2 separate regions of the Nomascus leucogenys genome follow, and region 1 is linked to region 2. A link is a contact called in public Hi-C data. All regions are on one chromosome and are shown on one strand. The core of a region is the stretch at or near the end of the contact, and the rest is flanking DNA. Distances in the headings are between cores, read along the strand shown.

Region 1 (5,198 bases), core at 2,614-5,113, 52 kb after region 2:
ACAATGAAACATAATAAATAAATTTTCTCACTCCTTTTATCTATTTTTCTGCTTACCTTCCTGAGGTCAATTTTGAAGTGTACATATCTGTTGTTTTCCTAACTCATCACAAACTGCCTTATCCTAAGCACAGCAATCATCAGTCCAGTGGTTTCCAGCTGGGTATCTGCACCCTTGACTTTCTGAAATTTACACTGACACTAACAGTTTTAAGGAAATCAATTTCTATAGGATCGACTTCCATAGTACTGTACTTTCACAGGGTCATACGGATGATTTTTCCATATCCTCCCTCATATTAGCCCTTCTTCCTCTTGACAAAGCAATGCTGAGGACCTATTACCTCTATATTCAAGAGATGATTTTTTTTTAATGTATACAGTTCTCTGTACTTTCATGCATTCTCAATCTGCTTAAGTAGAAGATACCAGCTCTTAAGGCCAGGTGATTTGCCTGAAAACATTTCAAGTAGAGATCTTACTTTATTTTTAATAAAAATGACAATTCTGAGAGGAACTTGTCAGGAAATAGTTCCCTATAAGTGGAATTCCTCTACCCATAGCCTTTCTGATATCAATAGATGGCAAACGCATTCTTGCCAAGGCTCAAAAGAAAAGCCAGGCTTATATATGACATTCCTCTTTCTAAGACTTTTCATCCAATTTGATATAAAATACTGTTGGCTCAGCTTTCAAAATATCCAGAATCTGACCACCCTCTCCTACCTAGTCTCAATATAGCAATTAAATGATTATTCTACAATGAAAGTCACATCAAGACATTCCTCTCGTACAACTTCCCTCATCTAGTCTCCCTATGGCACTGAAGGTAAAAGGCAAAGTCTTTAACTGACCCTCAAGGTTCCTCCGTTCCTGATGCCCCATGGTATCACTCTTCTTCTCCATCTTCACTTTGCTTCACCTATAGCAGCCTCCTTGCTTTTCCTCAAATAAGCCAGGAAGAGTTCTCCTTCAGGCTTTTGGTCTACTTGTTCTCTGCCTGGAATAGGTTCCTTCACATGGTTCCTCCATCTCTTTCAAAAGGTTGCTGAAATGTCATCTTCCTAAGAAGGCTTAGTTTTGTCAACCTATTGCAACCTGTTATACCTCCACCCTTATTTATTTTTACTTGTGTTTTTTTGCTGGAATATAAGTTCCAAAGGGCAGGAATTCTTTTGTGTGTATTTTGTTTGCTGATGTAATTCAAGCATTTCACACAGTGACAGGCACATAATGGAGCTTAATAAATATTTATTGACAACAAAAACATATGGAGAATATTGTACAGTTTGGAGAACAAGTAACTTACCTGACAAAACAATAGAAAGTGCAATCACACTTGTAGTCAGGACTGCAATGATGAACAAGCAACAATAAACCTTGACAGGCATTACTGGAGATGTAAGTGCTAGACATTTTCTTTGCAGAGTTTTATCTGTAAAATACAAACATCAGAATCTCAACCTCAGAAATATTGTAGGGAGAAAAAATTTATCATAGAATCAACACTAAGATCAGATGTACTTCAATTCTCCTACTGCCAAGTCCTTCCACAAAAGGGCTTGGTTCATAAATGAGAATAATGGCCCAAAGAGGGCTAGGGATAAAAATCGAATTCTCCCCACCCCCAGGGAATCTTCCAGTTATTGGAAAAAGAGTAGAAATTGGGATGAAAAAGAAACATACACAATCCAGATTTAGCCCCATAGTAAAGCAGCTGGTTAGAAGCAACAAGGGAAGCAGAAAATAAATCAATGTAATTCGCCATATTGACAGAATGAGACAAGGGACAACATATGAGCATCTGAATAAATACAGCAAGAGGATGTGAAAAGCTTAATATTCATCCACGAAAGTAAGACTCAACAAATTAGAAATTGAAGAACCTTCTTCAACCTGATAAAGGCATCTACAGAAAAACTACAACTAGCGCCAAACTTAACAATGAAAGAATAAATGCTTTCCCCCAGTGACATAGAACAAGGCAAGGATGTCTGATCTCTCTCACCAATCCAATTTAACATTTTACTGGGTGTCCTATTAGGGGCAAAAAGGCAAGAGAAAAGAAATAAATGTCATACAGATTGGAAAGAAATAAAAGCATTGCTATTCACGGACAACATAGTTGTCTGCATGTAAAATTCTAAGGAATCTACCAAATGGCTATGAGAATAAATGAATTTGGTAAAGCTACAGGATTAGCTATGTTCATATATAAAAATCACTTATATTTCCATATATTCATAATTATGAAGTGGAAATTTAAATATAAAAACAGTGCCATTTATAATAACATGAAAAATATCAAATAAATATATCAAAATATGTTTAGGATCAGTATGATGAAAGCTGGAAACCAAAAGGACAAAGAAATCAAAGAAGACTTGAATCAACAGAGAGACAAAAGATATTCATAGATTGGAATATGCAATATCGCTGGATGTCAATTATACCCAAACAGGTTTAGAGATTCAGTGCAATCCTGATAAACATCGCAGTATGAATATTTGGAGAAATAAGCAAGGTAATTTTAAAATTATATGAAAAAGCAAAGAACTAGAATAGCCAAACAATTTTGAAGGAAAAAAATGGCCAAATTTGAAAATCAGGGAACCTCCTTTCGTAATTTACAAAGTAATAGAAATAAAGATAGTATGATATTGACAAAAGAACAGACACATAAATCAATGGAACAGAAAAAAGGTTTCAGAAACAAATCTAAACATGTATGGTCAATTGACATTTGAAAGATGTGGAAAGTAATCAGGTAGGTAAGGGGTAATATTTTCTGAACATGTAGTGCTGGAACAGTTGAGTGTCCTAATGCAAAACAGTGAACCTCAACTCACACCTAATACCTTATAAGAAAATTAACTCAAAATAAATTTTAGACTCATATACGAAGCCTCAAATGCTAAAACTATTAGAAGGAAAGAGGAAAATAACATTTTTGTGAACTTGAATTAGGCAAAAATTTCTTACATACAACACCAAAAGCATTATCAATATTTTAAAAATTGATAAATTGAATTGTAACGTAATTAAAACTCTCTGCTAGAAAAAAACCCTGAAAAGGGAATAAAAAGACAAGCAAAGGCACGAAAACATCTTTCTAAAAAGCGACTTGTATCTAGAATACATTAAGAACTCAAAACTCAACAATAAGAAAACAAAAACTAGATTAAAAAGTGGGCCAATGATTTGGAGATATACTTGATTAAAGAGGATATATGAATAGCAAATAAGTGCATAAAAACATGCTTGAAATAACCAGCCATTTGAGAAATACAAATTAAAACCATGAGTGACTACTACATGGTTATTAGAGAGGCAAACAAAACAAAAAAAGAAACAATCAACTGCTGGTGAGGAAGGGATGTGATATGGTTTGGATCTGTGTCCCCACCCAAATCTTATGTTGAATTGTAATCTCCAGCATTGGAGATGGGGTCTGGTGGGAGGTGACTGGATCATGGGGGCAGATTTCCCCCTTGGTACTGTGTCTCGATAAGAGTGAGTCCTCGTGAGATCTGGTTGTTGAAAACTGTGTGGTGCCCTCCCTCACTTCCTCTCTTCCTCCTGCTCTGGCCAAGTGAAGTATGGACTCCCCCTTTGCCTTCTGCCATGAATTGTAAGTTTCCTGAGGCATCCCCAGAAGCTGAGCAGATGCCAGAATCATGCTTCCTGGCCAGCCTGTGGAATGGTGAGCCAATTAAATCTCTTTTCTGTACAAATTACTCAGTCTCAGGCTATTTCTTTATAGCAGTGCAAGAATGGACAGGATGCAACTGGAATTTTCATGCATCATCACTGGAAATGCAAAATGTTATGGGCATTTTGGAAAACAGTTAAGCAGTTTGTTATGGTAAATGTAAATACACCACATGCCCTAGCCATCCTATCCCTAGGTATTTAAACAAGGGAAGTGAAAACTTGTGTTTACGCAAAAACCTGTAAGGAATATTTTACACCAGGTTTATTCATTATCACAAAAAACTAGCAACAACTCAAATATGCTTCAGCTGCTGAAGAGGTAAACAACTATTCCTCAGCCCTAATAAAAGAAAAAACTTGATCACACATTCACAATTGTCAATTTCTTACTGCGTGTTAGCTGGCCAAACTTTTGTCAGGTTTTTCTCCTCCCCACAGGCGCTACACGTATTTGCCTGCAAGTTTGCCTAAACACCTCAAAGCACAGACTTGCAAAAAACATCCTGCCTTAACCTGACCACAGACCACATTGCACCATTTCCTGTTGAAACGCCTAGACTTTGCCCCCTGCTCTCTCCCACACCACTAACTTTTTTTTTTTTTTTAGACTGAGTCTCTGTCACCCACACTGGAGTGCAGGAGCGTGATCTTGGCTCACTGCAAGCTTCCACCTCCCGGTTTCACGCCATTCTCCTGCCTCAGCCTCCGGAGTAGCTGAGACCACAGATGCCCACCACCATGCCCAGCTAATTTTTTGTATTTTGTTTAGTAGAGACGGGGTTTCACCGTGTTAGCCAGGATGGTCTCAATCTCCTGACCTCGTGATCCACCCGCCTCAGCCTCCCAAATTGCTGGGATTATAGGCATAAGCCACCGCACCTGGCCCACTAACATATTTTTGAAATCAGTGTTATTCCTATTGCAACAGTCCTTTTGAATAAAGTTTCTCCCTATCTAAGTCCAGACTTGTTTTTCTTTGACAAATGATACATACTATAACACAGATGACTTGAAAATGCATTATTGCTAAGTGAATGAAGTCAGATTCTACATTTACCTACGGCAAGATTCCATTGATGTGACATTCTGGAAAAGCAAAAGTGCAAGAACAGAAAACAGATCAGTGATTGCCAAGGGCTAGGGGTACAGGAAGACATTCTACAAAGGGACATGAGGGAATTTCGAGTGGGTGGGTGTGGTTCTATATCTTGACTTTTATGGTAGTTACATGAGTATATATGTTTAACATAGAAATCTACACCAAGAGTGAATTTTACTGAATATAAATTATAATACTTTAAAAGTCCCTGCCAACTTTTGTCCGTTTAATATACATCTACAGGAATAACAGGGAGCTTCAGCTTAAATTCTAGACAGGGGGAAAGATAGGTAAGATTGGATGATCTTAAGCAGTAAATATTGTTTGGATTTTGGCTCATATAAAAATATCAACCTTTATTCTTTCTGGTTCTACACTAATGCAAA
Region 2 (4,867 bases), core at 291-2,790:
GCAGAATGTGGTGGTGCGTGCCTGTAATCTCAGCTACTCGCAGGAGGCTGAAGCAGGAGAATTGCTTGAACCCAGGAGGCAGAGAGCCAAGATCGTGCCACTGCACTCCGGCCTGGTAACTGAGCGAGACTCCTTTTCAAAAAGCAAGCAAGCAAGCAAGCAAGCAAAGAAAGGAAAGAAAAGAAAAGAAAGAAAGCTTAATACTTTGGCATGAAAGCTCAAACCGGAGTATCTATTCCAGTCGGAAATTATTGAGAGCTCCTTGGGGCTACTGGCATTGGTCCAGCTATGTTGGAGACCCCCCACACATACACACACACACCCTGGAATCTTCTCTATAGCCACCTGAAGTCTCTGTCTCTCATGTTGGCAAGCAGAGCAATTCTTGTTGGCATTTTCTGCCTCAGAGAGTGCAATAGGAATGTCCAGATCTGGCCCATCTCTAAATTGCTGCAGTCCCTTCACCCTTTCCAGTCATTTTCTAGATCTAAGTGGCCACCTCAAGACTGCACACCAAAAGATCTACTTGATGCTTCCAATCACCTTCCTCACCTGAATGAGTGTTGTTATGATGGACATTGACATGTCCCACTTTCATGCACCCCTAAATTCCCAGAGTCATTTCCATAGGGTGGCATCCCTTATGAACATGCTTTAATGGTCCAGTTTTCCACTGCCCACCTACCTGACTATAGGGCCAGGCCACTGGCTACCGCCTATGAGTTAATAAAAATCTAAACATAGGAGTTTTATAATTGTTCACTTCTTTACTGCTGGAAAAATAGCATGACATTCAGCACATTAGGGCGATTCATTCCTAACGTTCTTCAGAGTCTTTCCATCCATTGGCCTTAATGTGTGGTAACTTTCCAACAGGAAACCGTCCATTCACATTGGAGCTGCCATGCCTAACCCAAGCAGGTCTTTATTGGTTGACTGAGAGTTGCTCATAGGGCACATGTCCACATGGCAATAGGTTTCAGCAGCTCCTCAGATGCTTCCAAAGTCAGTCCTAGGGGAAAGGAGGCCACCTGTTCGTGAATATGGGGGTTGCCTCCTTGCATTCCCCTGGTTGCATGCTCCCGTGTACATTTCCATTTTATTATCAAACTCTTCTGAGCACTGCCTTCCTTGTTAGACTCTTTTTCTGACATCACCCAAGACATTACGTTATCTCAGATTTCATGATTACTTTATGTCCTTTAGTCATTGAGTCAGTCTCAATTAATACCCAATAGCAGCTAATGATTGTCTGTCAAATGGTGTGTACCAGGTGGCCCCATTCCGAAATTTTCTGGTCCGAAATCCCCAAGGTAACCACTGGGAGGCACTCAGGAGCTGTTGCCATAAGCTCCAGTCTGCATTCGTGGGAGTGACAGACATTTGTAAAATCCTATTTGAGTCGAGATGATAAAGGTCCAAAGGCACTGAGAGAGCTACCTGTTTTTGCAGTTTAGATAGGCCTGCCTTTGTTTAGGTTCCCACTTGTACACTGCTTTCTTTCAGGTAATCTCATGGAAAGGAGCGGGCCAGCTGTAGAGCCTGTGTTCTCCAAAATCCAAGACCAACCAAACTCTGGGCTTCTAGTTTGGTCCTAGGGGTGAGTAGCAGCAGAGATTTTTTGTTTTTTGTTTCAGTTTTGTTTTTGTTTGTTTGCTTGCTTGCTTTTTGAAGTTACTGTTTATTTATAGATAGATTTGTAGATTTCAGTGTCTACCAAGTATCTGCCAGCCTGCTAGGCACTTTATATTGTATCTAATTTTCAAAACAACCTTTTTTCTTAATATTTTAAAATACATTTTTTATTGTATATATTTAAGGTGTACAACATGATGTTCGTATAGGCTCACACACAGTGAAATGGTTACTGTAGTCAAGCAAATTAACATACTCATCATCTTACATAGTTACCATTTTGGTGTAAGTATGTGAGAACACTTATAATCTACTATCTTAGCAAATTTCCAGTATAGGATACAATATTAAACCTGTCGTCCTCAGGTTGTACAATCCATCTCCAAACTTATTCATCACGTATATTGGCAAATTTGTTCCCTTTGACCTATATCTCCCCATTTATACCACCACCCCCCAAATTATGGTAACCACCATTTTATTCTGTTTCTATGTATTCAAGTGTTTAGATTTTTTTAAAGGATTCCACATATAAGTGAGATAATGACGTATTTTTTTTTTTTATGTCTGCCTTATTTCACTTAGCACAATGTCCTCCATGGTCATCCACATTATCACAACTGGCAGGATCTCCTTTTTTAAGGCTGAATAATATTTCATTATATATATGTATATATGTATACATATATATGTACATACATGCAAGCGTATGTACGAATATGTATGTATACATATATGTACATGCATGCAAATATATGTACGAATATGTATATATGTATACATATATGCAAGTGCATGTACGAATATATAGATGCAAGCATGTACATATTTCTGTGCATACATGTGTATACACATATATGTTTACATATACATATATTCATATATATCATATGTATATATGTGTATATACACATACATACATAGGTAGTTGAAAATTTGCCATAAAGACTTACATTGTTAGACTTACATTTTTATAAATTCATTCTAAATAATGTGTGCAGAATAGACTATGGGGATGAGGAGATAGTAAACAAGGACACTGGTCAAGAGCCTATCACAATAATCAGGTGAGAAATGAAAATGGCTTAGTTTGGGTTGGCAGCTATTTTTAAGGTAGATAGATCTTTACCTTAAAAGTAAGCTAAAGGGTCTTGCTATGTTACTCAAGCTGGTCTTAAACTGGCCTCAAAAGGTAGAGAATATCTGGATATACTCCAAATTCATCTAGATGTATTGGACAGGTAATATGAAATGAAAATCAACTAGAAAGATGTATTTGATAATGATAATACTGAGGGAGAAGCTTGTATGAAGTAAACACTAGGTTTTCAGCTTAAGTCATGTTAAGCGTAAAGTGCCTATTAACTATCATTGTAGGAATGTCAGGAATCTAGTTAGATACTTTAGGCTGGAAGTCAGGGGAGAGGCTAGGTCTAGAGAAATAAATGTGATTGTTAGCAGCCCATAGATGAGACCAGAAGACATTGCGTAGGAAGTAAGCACAGATAAGAAGAGGTACAAGGACTGGGGTATTCCAAGCTTTAGGGGGTGGAAAAAGGAAAACGAACCACAAAAGAAAGCTGAGAAGGGCAATTGCAAAAAAAAAAAAACAGAATAATAATCTGGGGTAGGGAGAGGGCTTATTTATTTATGTTTTTAATTTTTTTTCACATGTTAATGACAGATTTTAATTTTTCCTTTTAGTTATATAATTTTGCAAGTTACATTTTTCTTTACATGTTATTTACATACAAATTTAGAATTATTCCATCTTTCTTGTGAGACAAACTTTTTACCAATATAAAGTGTTCTTTTTTTTTTTTTTTATACTTTAGGTTTTAGGGTACATGTGCACAATGTGCAGGTTTGTTACATATGTATCCATGTGCCATGTTGTTTTGATGCACCCATTAACTCGTCATTTAGCATTAGGCATGTCTCCCAATGCTGTCCCTCCCCCCGAAGGGGAGAGGGCTTTTCTTAAAGAAAGAATTTCAAGGAGGAAGCAATCAAGTATGTGAATTTCTACTGATAGTTGAGTACAGTGAAAACTAAGAAGCGGTTTTTTTTTTAATAACTTGCTCTCTGAAACCAGGCAAAAGCAAAATTTTCACAGAAGCTTAATAATATGAAGTGGAAAAGCTCTAAGTAGCTTTAATGAAGAGCAGTTAATTCCACAATCAGCTTGTTTGACCAAAGCTTTTAGATTAAGTAGCCAATGCAATTCTGAAGGTAGAAACAGAACACCAACCTTCTCTGGAACCCAGAATAAGTATAAGCCAGAAAATTACCCATTGTTTCTCTTAACAGTTCTGGCTTGAATGTGAAATGGGAAAAGTTCCCTTATCTCCTTGCAGGGTGTGGCTGGCTTCTTCAGTGCCCCCTTGCTCAAACCTCTAGGGGAGCTTACAGGCGGGCAGGCTGTGGGGCTCAGATCCCACAGCAATGTCTAGGGGTGAATGTTTGCAGCTGAAGCCCCAGTAGGCATGTGTTACAGTGTGCTCTTGTAGTTTTGCTCTTCTAGTTTAGCCGCTCTAGGTGCCTTGTGTTAGTCAACTCAGTTAGACCCCTGCCTTATCACAAGGACAGTGGGCTTTCTGTATCCTGAGGTTCTTGCCTTGGTGTACCGGAAGAATCAGATCACATATGGGCTTGGAGAATGAGTGGAAGGTTTTATTGAGTGGAAATAGCCACCAGCAGATGGGAGAGCCAGAAGGGAGATGGTTTTCCCCCGGTCAGGCTGCTCAGCTGCCCAGACTCTCCTCCAGCTGCCCCAGCCAAACTCCGCATGTTCTGTCAGTCAGTGGCCTATCAGCATGCTGGTGCCTGTCAGTGTGTTCCTCTCAATGTCCAGCCACCTATGTGTTCCTCTGCCTGTGTTCCTCCGCTGATGTGCTCCTCTTGATGTCCAGTTGCTTCGGTGTCTGCCTTGCTAGGGTCTCAGGTTTCTATAGGCACAGGATAGGGGCATGGCAGGCCAGGGTGGTCTTGGGAAATGCAACATTTGGGCAGGAAATGCCTGTTCTCAGTTAGGTCCGTGGGTGTGGAGCCCTAGCCAGGGTCAACACCCTCCTCTACCCAGCACTTCTCTTCGCCTCTTCCATATCATTTAAGGGGACCACGTTCTTCCCTTCCTAGCACTTTCATATTATTTCCCCTCTCTGAAGAGGTGTATCTAACTGCCATGAGGATATGGACAATGACTGGTCTTAGCTGCTTCCTGCTGACACGG

Evidence for each region. Hi-C and Micro-C count contacts between places; a contact is called where the count stands out from the background.
Region 1: a contact with region 2 is called in a Hi-C map of a lymphoblastoid cell line, with 6 times the contacts expected there. The contact joins two enhancer-like sites. A contact is called at or near these places in 2 of 4 Hi-C or Micro-C datasets (a lymphoblastoid cell line and an unstated tissue).

What each region holds. Positions count from the first base shown.
Region 1 is chr23:23,650,403-23,655,600 of Asia_NLE_v1, forward strand. It overlaps the pseudogene LOC100597987. Among named protein-coding and RNA genes, the nearest start is that of CLEC2D, 18 kb to the left of the region's middle. Within about 2 kb of position 3,864, the one cell type or tissue checked has an H3K27ac peak away from gene starts, as active enhancers do. A contact at or near this core is called in a lymphoblastoid cell line, where this site is marked.
Region 2 is chr23:23,600,586-23,605,452 of Asia_NLE_v1, forward strand. No RefSeq gene overlaps it. Among named protein-coding and RNA genes, the nearest start is that of CLEC2D, 32 kb to the right of the region's middle. Within about 2 kb of position 1,541, the one cell type or tissue checked has an H3K27ac peak away from gene starts, as active enhancers do. A contact at or near this core is called in a lymphoblastoid cell line, where this site is marked.